Linked DNA regions of Mus musculus: regions 1, 2 and 3 are each linked to region 4. The links are chromatin contacts, called in public HiChIP or PLAC-seq and promoter capture Hi-C maps. All regions are on one chromosome and are shown on one strand. Each heading gives the region's core, a stretch centred on a gene start, on an enhancer-like site or on the middle of the called end of the contact. The rest is flanking DNA. Distances are from core to core; before and after follow the strand shown.

What was found. Promoter capture Hi-C pulls out the DNA fragments that hold promoters and counts their contacts. HiChIP or PLAC-seq counts read pairs in DNA pulled down with a chosen protein or histone mark.
Region 1: an H3K27ac HiChIP or PLAC-seq map of embryonic stem cells shows a contact between it and region 4, with 4 times the contacts expected there. The contact joins the promoter of Nfam1 here to the promoter of Srebf2 in region 4. A contact is called at or near these places in 6 of 115 datasets of contacts at active chromatin or transcription factors (double positive thymocytes, embryonic stem cells and large pre-B cells) and 1 of 9 other capture datasets (embryonic stem cells).
Region 2: a contact with region 4 is called in a promoter capture Hi-C map of embryonic stem cells, with 4 times the contacts expected there. The contact joins the promoter of Rrp7a here to the promoter of Srebf2 in region 4. A contact is called at or near these places in 2 of 39 promoter capture datasets (embryonic stem cells and liver), 1 of 484 Hi-C or Micro-C datasets (B cells), 5 of 115 datasets of contacts at active chromatin or transcription factors (embryonic stem cells, epiblast stem cells, extraembryonic endoderm stem cells and 2 more) and 2 of 9 other capture datasets (embryonic stem cells and liver).
Region 3: a contact with region 4 is called in a FOXA1 HiChIP or PLAC-seq map of pancreatic cancer cells. The contact joins the promoter of Cyp2d26 here to the promoter of Srebf2 in region 4. A contact is called at or near these places in 2 of 39 promoter capture datasets (embryonic stem cells and stem cell-derived epiblast-like cells) and 1 of 115 datasets of contacts at active chromatin or transcription factors (pancreatic cancer cells).

What each region holds. Positions count from the first base shown.
Region 1 is chr15:83,032,050-83,034,749 of GRCm38.p6, reverse strand. It overlaps Nfam1 (Nfat activating molecule with ITAM motif 1), which reads left to right and starts at 1,353. Exons shown (of 6, transcript NM_001271411.1): 1 at 1,353-1,637. The coding sequence starts at 1,520. It overlaps Gm32620 (a long non-coding RNA gene), which reads right to left and starts at 1,434. Exons shown (of 3, transcript XR_384275.3): 1 at 1,246-1,434; 2 at 398-491.
Region 2 is chr15:83,121,532-83,124,253 of GRCm38.p6, reverse strand. Rrp7a (ribosomal RNA processing 7 homolog A (S. cerevisiae)) reads left to right here and starts at 1,453. Exons shown (of 7, transcript NM_029101.4): 1 at 1,453-1,592; 2 at 2,280-2,422. The coding sequence starts at 1,520.
Region 3 is chr15:82,792,885-82,795,584 of GRCm38.p6, reverse strand. It overlaps Cyp2d26 (cytochrome P450, family 2, subfamily d, polypeptide 26), which reads left to right and starts at 1,340. Exons shown (of 9, transcript NM_029562.2): 1 at 1,340-1,600; 2 at 2,288-2,459. The coding sequence starts at 1,412.
Region 4 is chr15:82,145,910-82,148,719 of GRCm38.p6, reverse strand. It overlaps Srebf2 (sterol regulatory element binding factor 2), which reads right to left and starts at 1,451. Exons shown (of 19, transcript NM_033218.1): 1 at 1,230-1,451. The coding sequence starts at 1,317.

The DNA of each region.
Region 1 (2,700 bases), core at 104-2,603, 890 kb before region 4:
GCAGATTATCCATGCTTCGCTGTGACACTTGTGATCATGTATCACCTTGATGGATCAACAGCCAATACCGCCTGGGTCCCAGCCCGCCCCTTCGCGCTGCCTCTTCTCCTGTTCATACACATCTTCCTCTGCGGGTGGGTGGCCTATGGCTGCTTGCCTCTGCACACCAGTCTCAGGGTTCTTGCTCCCAAACACCCTGCAGCTTTCACTGTTAACTGTGCAGAGGCCAAGGGGAAGGGATTTAGGCAAGGTACTGACAGAAGCCCCCATGGTGATATGAAAGGGTGGGGGAGGGGGGGAACATCAGCCACGTGCCCAGCCTCCACCACACTGGCACAAGTGGCAAAGAAAATCCAGGTAAAAATCTATCTGTCCTTCTCATTTATGCCCCACAGACCTGCCGGGATCATGAGCTAGCTGCTTCACCTCTTCATGCTGAAGTCTCTCACTGGTGTGGTGGGGCTACTCAGGGCTCTCTTGGGTTCACGGCTCTAATGAGAAAAGTCGAGACTCAGCAGGTCTGGCCCTCAACTTCTTTCCTGCTGCTTTTCTCCCCTTGTCCTCTCAGCCCCTACCTTTCAGGTCACAAAACAGACACGGGGCTCCAGGACCTTAGGAGTTCTCCCTAGAGTCTGCAGAGGATGGCCCCTCCCCCCCTCATAGGAAGCCATCACTGTCCCAGTACTGAGACCTCTAGCGCCATGGGGGCTTCGAGAGCAGAGCTGATAAGGAAGGAGGCAGTCAGGGGCCTGTGTCTCCTCTTGGGTGGGGATGGGGTGAAGTCGGGTTAGGGAGCCCCCCCCCCACCCTAGGAGGAGGAGTGGGAGGAGGAGGAGGAGGAGGAGGAGGAGTGGGAGGAGGAGGAGGAGGAGGAGGAGGCGTATCAGTTCAGGTGGATCAAGAGGAGTTCCTCCGAAGAACCAGCTACTGTCTCTCACTCCAGGATGTGTTAAATTCCCTCCGGAGGCTGGGACAAGTGGCTTAAGGCCCTTCAGCCTCCCAGTCTGCCACTCCTCTGCTTATTCTTCCCCCACCCTAGGCTCCCCCCACTCCCACCCCACCCCCCCTTCAGGACACCTTCTCAAGGGATGGCAGGGACCTTGCAGGGATGTCTGAGCAGGTGGGATTATGGTCATTTTTAGGGTTTCAGACCTAAGGAGCATGGCCACCCAGCTTCCAGGACAGGGTCCTCTGCTGCGAGGGACTAAGGAGGCCCCAGAAGCCCGGGAAAGCCAAGGTTCCTACCGCATGCTCTTTTCCCACTGTGTGGCTTGGATGAGTTGGAGCCCCAGGCTGTTTATCTGTTGGAACCCCTCACCAAGGTTGCTTCCGCTATTTCAGAGGGAGGTCAGGGTTTCTGAGAGGAACCGCCTTGAGGAAGCAGAAGGGTGTCCAGAGGAGGAACTTATGGGGACACAAAAGGGAACTCTAGCTGCCAGCAGGGGCCTTAGTCTGCAGTGACCTGAAGCGGAAGGAGGAACAGGCTTTGATAAGTGTCCAGCTTGGCGCACGGTATTCCATGGAGAGCTGGCTTCTGCGACGTGGGGCCCGAGTGCGATGCCTGCACCCACCCAGCTGGCTCCCAGCCTGGTGCTTCCTCTGTTTGCTGCCGGTGCCCCAGACCCTGCAGCTAACAGGCAAGTCTGTCTCCTTCTCACGTCCTCTTGTTCGCATACATCAGAGTGACTTTCATCCAGCGGGAACAGCTAATTCCCGGGACCTGTCTCTGGGGATTTGCTGGTTGCGTTTGAACATTGTAGACTTCATGTGGGAAGCCTTCGGGGACTGAGAAGATATTTAGCTAATGCCTCGTCAAGGTGGCATTTGAAGGGGTTGTGGGGGGACGGTGCTGTGTCTTCACCCCAGTGTTAACAGCTTTCCTGACAGCATAGCTTAGGCCTCCTGGTCCTTAAATAAGGAAGGTGGGTGCTGTGTTTTTGAGGTCAGGTGTGGAGTCCATGGAAAAGACAGCTCTTACAAGGCTACTGTGGTAGAGGAGTTCTGTTGAATCTGCCAGGTGGTGGAGCTGCCCTGGGTGCTGCTGGTGGTGGTTGGTGAATACAGAGAAAGGCAGTCAGAGCACGGCATCCTGGGGCCACACTAGAAAGGGTCACACTTAGCACTTTCTAAAATGCAGTCAGAGGCCAAGGATTTTATGACCAGCGAATCTCCCCAGGGCCAACACTGCTGTCCTATCCTAGTTCCAGGCTCCCTTGGAAGCTGGGAGGTCTGGATTCAAAGCAAGCTGTGGGGTAGAGGCCAATTTATCTAGGCCAGCGCACCTCCAAGGGTGTCCCTCTCAGGTGTGTTCCCTGGTGGTGCTGGGTAATGTCTGTCAGGCACTATGTGTTCTTGCCTTGGCCTGGCTAGCAGCTGGTCCATTGCTGACCCAGGGACACTCCACTGTGGAGGCTGAGTACTAACTGTTCTCTGTTTGACTTTACTTATTTATTTTATAAATCATGTGTGTGTGTGCGTGTGCCTGTGTGTGCCGAGGTGAGTTTACGAAGGTCAGAGGCCAGCCTCGGGTGAACATCCTTGCCTTCTACCTGTTTGAAATAGCCTGCCTGCCTGTCTGTTTGTCTGCCTGCCCACCCACCCGCCCATCCGTCTGTCTGGTCTGTCTGTCTGTCACTGCTGTGAATGCCAGGCTGGCTGGCCTGCAAGCTTCCAAGGATTCTGTCTCTGCTTCCTGTCTTG
Region 2 (2,722 bases), core at 204-2,703, 980 kb before region 4:
GAGCAAACTACGAGAAGCAAGTCAGTACGTTTCATCAGCCCCTGCCTCAGGGTTCCTGACCTGCTGGAGTTACTGCTCTCGCTGCTTCTAATGAACTGTTTCATGAAACTGGAAATAAAGCCTTCCTCCCCACATTACTTCTTAGTCGTGTGTCATCACAGCAACGGTAACCCTAATGAACACACAAGTATCCTCCTGCTTCAGCCAGGATTAAAGCCATGCCCAGATGGATAAAGTTTATTTGGGCTCACTTCAGTTTGTAAAAATTTAAAAAATCTGCCAAGCATGGGTGATGTGTGGCAGTGTCCACCTTTAATCCCAGCACTGGAGGAGACAGAGGCAGACAGATCTCATGTGAAACTGAACCCAGCCTAGTCTACATAGCTAGCCTCAGGTCAGCCCAGGCTACATGGTGAAATCCTGTCTCAGCACACACACAGTATTTTCTTGAGGGAGAGAGCTCATGCCATGAGGCATAAGCCATGGAGTGGGTGTGGAGGTCAAAGGATAACTTGCTGAAAACAATTCTCATCTTCCATGGATGTAATTCAAGATGTCAGGCTTGCCAGCAAGTACTCTTTGTTTACAGTTTCAACCCCAGGCCTCTCAGCCCCTTGCTCTCTCAACTAAAGAGACTGACTGTTCATGGCATCTCACTGCACAAAATCCCAGTTGCACCACGATTTATACGGAATGCTATTTATTTTTTAAAAATTTATAGTCGGGGGCTGGTGAGATGGCTCAGCGGGTAAGAGCACTGACTGCTCTTCCAGAGGTCCTGAGTTCAAATCCCAGCAACCACATGGTGGCTCACAACCATCCGTAATGAGATCTGTCACCCTCTTCTGGTATGTCTGAAGACAGCTACAGTGTACTTATGTAAAATAATAAATAAATCTTTAAAAAAAAAATCTCAAATAAGCCAGGCAGTGGTGGCACACGCCTTTAATCCCAGCACTCGGGAGGCAGAGGCAGGCAGATTTCTGAGTTCGAGGCCAGCCTGGTCTACAGAGAAAGTTCCAGGACAGCCATGGCTATACAAAGAAACCCTGTCTCAAAGAAAAAAAAAAATTATAGTCGGGCAGTGGTGGCACACGCCTTTAATCCCAGCACTTGGGAGGTAGAGGCAGGCGGATTTCTGAGTTCGAGGCCAGCCTGGTCTAGAGTGAGGACAGTCAGAACTACACAGAGAAACCCTGTCTCGAAAAACAAACAAAAATTATGTGTTGAGTGTGCCTGTGCACCACGTGTCCTGGAACTGGGTTCCAGATAATTTTTGAGTGATCGGAAACGAACCCCTATCCTCTGGAAGAGCAGCCAGTGCTCTTTCCATTTATTGCTCCAGCCTCCCTCTACTTCCCAATAGGACAGGGAAGGCTAAATCTTAGGGCCGGGCAAGATCCCGGGAGGCGGGCCTAGGGCTGAGAGGGCGGGGCCCCGCGTGACGCCGTCGTCGTGGAAACGCAGCGGCGCCGGAACACGGAACTCCCAGCCGTCTCTGCGCTCCCAGTTGGCCAAGATGGTGTCTCGCAGGAAGAAACGGAAGGCTGGCGGCCACGAGGAGAGCATACCGAGCCCACCGGGGTATTCAGGTGAGCAGCTGAGGGCCAGGGACCCACCATTTTGCGGGAAGGTGGCTTGCAGGTGGCAGAGGCCCTGGCAACTCGTCAGGTATCGGGGTGCAGGACCCCGCCGCCCCGACTCTGGGTGCTGATTCCGCGGCTGTTCCTCCGAAAGGCCTTGGGCTCGGGCGCGGTTCCTCCAGGCGGCGCCAGGCGTCCTAGGCCCAGCGTTGCAGCTTCGTCGTCCTCAGAAGCTAGTTATCCGCTGTTCTGCTCGTGTCTCGTTCTTTAACAAGCGCTTCCGCAGCTGTCGCCCTCCCAGCCCCGAGATTCGCATCCCACTGGTGTAGACTTAACTGGGAAGGTGGGGCTAAGTCGGCAGGAGGGGTGGGGGGGGGGGAGTTAGCCCTAAACGAAGAATGGGTGGAGGGAAGAGAGTTGGTGTGCCAAGCAGAGCAGCCCATGCTATGGGGGGGGGGGGGGGGGGCTGATGATGTCAGACAGCGGATGCTCCGAGAACGCAACACTGTGCCCGCCCCCTCAGCCTCCTGCGGTGATTATCCGAATACATTTCCCTCCAGCTTCCCGTGGATGGGTGGATGAACAGGCGGGCCGATGGAGCTAGAAAGAGACATAGTGAATTGGAACTTGGGTGGCATAGACACAGACCTCCTTTCAGGGTACCCCAAACTCTCCTGCGCTCGTTTCCCCTGTTAGCTGTTCCAGTCAAGTTCTCGGCAAAGCAGCAGGCTCCTCATTACCTCTACATGAGACAGCACCGAGTTCGCCAAGGCACCCAGTCCACATGGCCTCCCGATCGAACCCTTTTTATCCTTAATGTGCCCCCGTACTGCACACAGGTAAGAGTCTGGTAGACCAGTGGGTTGTGAATGGGGGCTTGCCACGGGCCCTACAGAATCCTGGTGGTCAGATGGAAATTCCTACAAAACCCTCAGTGGAGGATGTTGAAAGACTGGGAGTTTCAGAATAAAAATATGTTTTGTTTTTTTTTTTTTCTCCCTGCCGCCGTCTAGGCAGGGTCCCCCTCTCCCTGGGCTGTTCAGAACTTCCTGAGGCTCAGGCTGGCCTCGAACTTGCTGTACTTCCCCACCCTCCCCGTCTCAACTCATTACAGTTATGAGTGGTCACACCTGGTTTGG
Region 3 (2,700 bases), core at 91-2,590, 650 kb before region 4:
CAGGAACATGCATCGAGACGGGTGTGGGTGTGGGTGTGGGGAGGGACCCTTTACCCCACCCAGCCCACAGACCTCTGGCACAAGGTCTGCTTTACCTATATCCATGTAGAAGACTGTCAGGGGAACAACTGACCCACCAAGAAACCAAGGGTGAAAAAGAGACAGAGGCCACCATGTGATAAGTACTTGGTCCAACCTACAGGCCTCTGGGACTCTCAACAACTGTTGACAGTTTCTCAGCTTTCTCAGATCTGACCTAAGATGCTTCCAGGTTCTGAGTCTGGCCTCTCCAATCAACCCAGTAAGTAACCTCAAAGCTGAACACAAGACTCCAGGAGCTGCAGCCCCCTTCTTCCCACTGCCTCTCATCACAAAAACCAGACAGTGGCACTTGCTGTCATAGCCGGGTGCTGTGTCTTGCAGTACCTGCAAGTTACTTGTGTCCTAACAATAATGTGCTCCTTGAGCCTCCAGGATGGTCTTACCCCCCATCCCCCCATGTTTGGCAGTATTCACAAATATCTCAAAAACACCGCCCATGTAACACGAGGAAGACATCTCTCCATCCCTCTTAAGATGATTGTTAGCACAGGGCTTGACCTAACAAAAAGCCAAGAGTGAATAAAATTAGATAGTGGTCCCCATGTGACAACTACATGGACATCTAGCTGGCCTCCCCAGAATTCTATTGACAGTTGGTGACAGCCTTTCAGCTTTCTCGGGTGAGAGCTAAGAAGTCCCCAGGTTTTGAATTTGGCCTTCCTTGAGAGTTGAATGACCTCCTACCTGTGCTCAAGGCTCCACAGGCTGGAGCCTCCTTCCTTACACTGCCTCTCCCTCACCCTCATCTGCTAGCCACATAAGCCACTTCAGTGGCCATTGCTGCATAGTGATAGTGCCCACTGATAGTGTCAGTCAGACCTCATATCCTACTAGCCAAGTGTTCCCTGAAGCCTCCAAAAGGCCTTGTTCCATTCTGAGACAATGTCTTCGGTCCCCTCGGATCTCTGGTCATGTGGCAAATTAGTCTATGACCGTTGCACCCTGAGGCAGGGTCCATGGCTACGTGCCCGCTGTGCTTACAGTGTCCAACCCAATATAACCACTATGCAATTCTCTGTGGAGCTATCAGTGCCACTCCCCTGGATAAGCACCACAGGAAAGAAGAAAGGGCAGGAACCTCTGATGTTGACTTTCCCTTGATTTTTCTGACACCCCCTTCCCCCATATAGGCTCTGTTTGAACATTAATTAACACAGCTACTTGGCTCAAGGCAGAGAACAAAGTGCAGCCTTCCCCTCCTCCCTCTTTATAAGGGACCAGGTTCCCAGTCCATCATAAGAGGATCTTTCCTGATTCTAAGTTTCTGGAACGAGTATTCCTTCAAAAGCCTGGAAGCAGTAGGGCAGCCATGGGGCTGCTGGTTGGAGATGACTTATGGGCTGTGGTCATATTCACAGCCATCTTCCTGCTTCTGGTGGACCTGGTGCACCGGCGCCAGCGCTGGACTGCCTGCTACCCACCAGGCCCTGTGCCATTCCCTGGGCTGGGAAACCTGCTGCAGGTGGACTTCGAGAACATACCATACAGCTTTTACAAGGTGAGAGAGGTGGTGGTGGAGGACAGAAGAAGTCAGAGTGACCCAGGCAGCACGTGGAGGTGTTGAAGCCACTGGAAAGACAGGAAGATGGCCCCCAAGAGAAAAAAAGAGTTGTTGGGAAAACAAAGTGGAGTGTGTGTGTGTGTGTGTGTGTGTGTGTGTGTGTGTGTGTAATAGTCTCTTCCTGTTGTGTGGTCTCAGGCCTCGCTGCCTATCTTAGGAACCTGAATTTTTTCTTGTATGGTGGAGTATGAAGGGACCCAAGGATCTTGTTCAGGCTGAGTCACAGCTGAATGATAATATTTGCTGTGAGGTCTTTGTTAAATTGAGAAGATATGGTTGCCAAGCAACAAGGTGCCCCAACCATAGGCTAGGGATGTAGGCCTGTGATAGAGCATTTGCCCAGCATATGTCAGGAACAAGGTTCAATAAGTTCTATATATGTGTATGTACAGACACAGACACAGACACAGACACAGACACAGACACAGACACAGACACAGACACAGACACAGACACACACACACACACACACACACACACACACACACACACACAGAGAGAGAGAGAGAGAGAGAGAGAGAGAGAGAGAGAGAGAGAGAGAGAGAAGCAGAGACTTGTATGAAGAGTATTGATCTTCCACTCTGCTGGAAACCTCTACTTCCTATGTGCTCTGTCCTATTTCAGCTTCAAAACCGCTATGGCAATGTGTTCAGCCTACAGATGGCCTGGAAGCCCGTGGTTGTGGTCAACGGACTGAAGGCAGTGCGGGAACTGCTGGTGACCTATGGAGAGGACACTTCTGACCGCCCCCTAATGCCCATCTATAATCACATAGGCTATGGGCACAAATCAAAAGGCAAAGCTCTATAGTGGGGGCAAGGCAGGGAGAGTAGGGCTTGAGAGGGGTGAGCAGAAGATAGACAGACCTAATGGAGATGATGTGGTCCGGCAAGGCAAGGGAAAAACACTGGGGTGGAGGGTGGAGCCTAAGGAATGCAAGGTGCCAATATGTGCTAGAAAAGTGCTGGGCACTGACTGCTAAGACTGACCACAGAGAAATGTTGGGAACAGAAGAGACCACATAGCTAGGTGCCCTC
Region 4 (2,810 bases), core at 202-2,701:
AACCCTAAGGGAAAAATGCTACAAAATGCTACAAAAGCAAAACAGGCACCTGGCCAACACCTTCTTTAAACAACTGTTGTCACTCCTTTCTCCACGAGAGAACCTTCTACCTGCTTCTTCGCCTGCGAAGCGAGGATGTGGCCATCACATCTGCCTGCAAGGTTCTAGATTCTAGGTGTAGTAACATTCCATAAACTGAGTCACTGCCTAGGAGTTCTGGACTCTCTAAAGTAAGTGACCTTAAACGACACCTCCGGCAAAACTGAGCGATACCCAATTCAGCGGGATTGAATAAATGAACTAACGCAAAGTATTTGGGACTGAGAACTTCAGAAGAGCCCTGACTACTGAGAATGACTTAATTACTAGCCTATTTTTCTTAAAGGTGGAGTGGAAAGAAACTAATAGTGGCTCAGAAACAGAAAGAACTGGGCTTTGTTAACCAGCATGATGACCGCGGGCAAGTCTGGGACCCTCTCCAAACCTTCCTTCCCGTGGCTGAAAAGTGAGAGAATTTTAAGAGAGGTTCCCTGGGCTCCTACCAGTTCTTCCACTTCGCTGTTAAGGCCGCCGAAACAAAGGCCACCAGCTCCCTAGTCTGTACCCGAGGGGCCACAACTCAAAATTCTTGCTGCTCAACTCCCTTTGCAGTGCGACAGCAGGAGCGCCCGGGTCTCCATCCAAGGCCGCCGCACTCTGCGGTCTCTGTCCACTCCATCAGTAACTTGCTTTTTGCAGCTGTTGCCCAAAGTTTTCCAGAGCGCCCGCAGACCCGGCTGTCAGTCAATCCCGAAAAGAGCGGGGGCGTGGGGGAGCCGAGCCCGGGAGCGCAGTCCGGGAAATCCCGAAGCCGCTCCAGTGGCCAGGCAGGGAGTGACAGGTGCGACGCGGGACGCCGGCGAAGACCGGACAAACCAGAGCGCGTGTGGGCGCGCGAGGGAGGCAGCCGCCTCGCTTTCTCCTCTGGCGGCACTCGCGACGCCCCCAGCCCCGCTTCGGGCCCCGCGGCGCCCACGACTCCTCAGCCACCGGGAGCCCTGCGTCACGACCCGGGCTCAGACTCTGGAGCCAGAAGAACTGGGAACCTCCCGGGCAGCCCGGCCCCCGCGGGTTCCTTCCCGCGCACGCCGGGGCGATCGCGGGGTGGGCGCACGCGCACCCGCGAGCGCCGCCGTAACCCCTTCCTCCCCGCGCGCCCCCCGCACTCCCACCCAGCCGCCGCCACTCACCGTCGATGTCCCCGAGAGTCAGCTCATCGCCCAGCTCCGTGAGGGTCTCCATGGTCTCCAGAACGCCCAGCTCGCTGCTCTCATCCATCGCCCAGCTTGGCGCAGAGTCCCCCGTGAGGTCCAGCTCAGGGAGACGCGGAGGCGGTACCGCCGCCACCGCCCATGACACCCGACAGCCCCCACCTGGTACCGCCTCACCGCCCCGTGCCAACCGCCGCCATGTTTGAGCTGCGCCCCGACTCCACGGAAGGGGCGGGGCAGAATTCCCCCGCCCCGGGCCGCGCCCACTGCAGCCCCGCCCCGAGCCTCCGCACCCCCAAGTTTGTTGTCAATGGGACCAGGCTTGCATTAGCCAATCGGCGCGCGAAGCGGCTCATGGGGTGATGGTGCGTCATCGATCAGCAGCTCAGATTTGCATAGCGGGACTCCGCCCCTCACGGCATCCAAGCGCCAGCGGAGAGTAGCCGCCGGGTCCTCGTCCCAGCCTTCTTCTGGCTTAAAGGAGCCGCTACTTTTCCGTTGGATCAGCTCCAGGAGCAACTTTGTCGAGAGCCCGGAAATAGAAGGGTTAACGCACCGCTGTCCGGCGCTACCTTCTACCACCGCCCCCTTTACTCTAGGAGCACATTACGTCATCTCCCCAGTTGCCTCTTCCCTCCCCCTAGCTCTGGGTAGAATCATAGTACCCTAACATTCTGGGATAGGCTATCCAGACCCTAAGTCACACTTATCCCATCCGAGACTTAACAGGGTCTTGAGATCACCTGAGTATTGTGAACATTTTACAACTGGCCCTCAATTTTGGGAAACCTCGATCATTCTAAGGCCTTCAGACAAGGTCATTTGTTCAATGGTCTCTCCAGGTGAGGCCCCACTCCTGCAGTCACCTCACTGCATCATCTTACAGGTAGTCGGTCACACTGCACACAAAGGTGCACGCTTCCAAGAACTTATCCGAAGAAACAAAAAGATTAGTGTTCCGAGGAATGCTATTAAGTACATGTATTCAAAGACATTCATCACAAAGTTCTCTAACGGGAAAACAGTAACACAGTAAGGCATCAGGTACATAAATTACCTCCAAACAGTAGAATATCAGGGCATCGTTAAAAAAAAGAAATGCTGGAATGGACATCTGAGAAAGGACCTAAGTGTATACTGAGAGGAAGAAGGTTTTCATGGCATACATAGGAAGAGCTTCTTGTGAGTCTGAGGCAGTTGTTCTTAGGGGGTCAGAGCTGAAGGCTCTGTGGGGAGACCTGCATATCCAATAAGCCACTTCCTGCTCCTGGGCTGGCTAAGCAACTGTTTGCTGATAAGCCTGGTTTGTCATCTTTAAAACAGCACAAGACCACAGTTGTCATTGTCACATTTATTTGATTTCCGTGGCAAGCAAACAGCTCTTAACTTCTGGGATGAAGTGTTCCAGCAGGCTCTGAGGGGGAAAGGGTCTCCAGTGAAGGTATTGCAGCTCTGAGAGGGAAAAAGATCCTGGCAATCAGGCGCCTGGGAATACCCACAAAGTCACATCACAACAAGTCTCACAGGAGAGATTTACTGGGAGAGGCGCCTCTGCTGGGG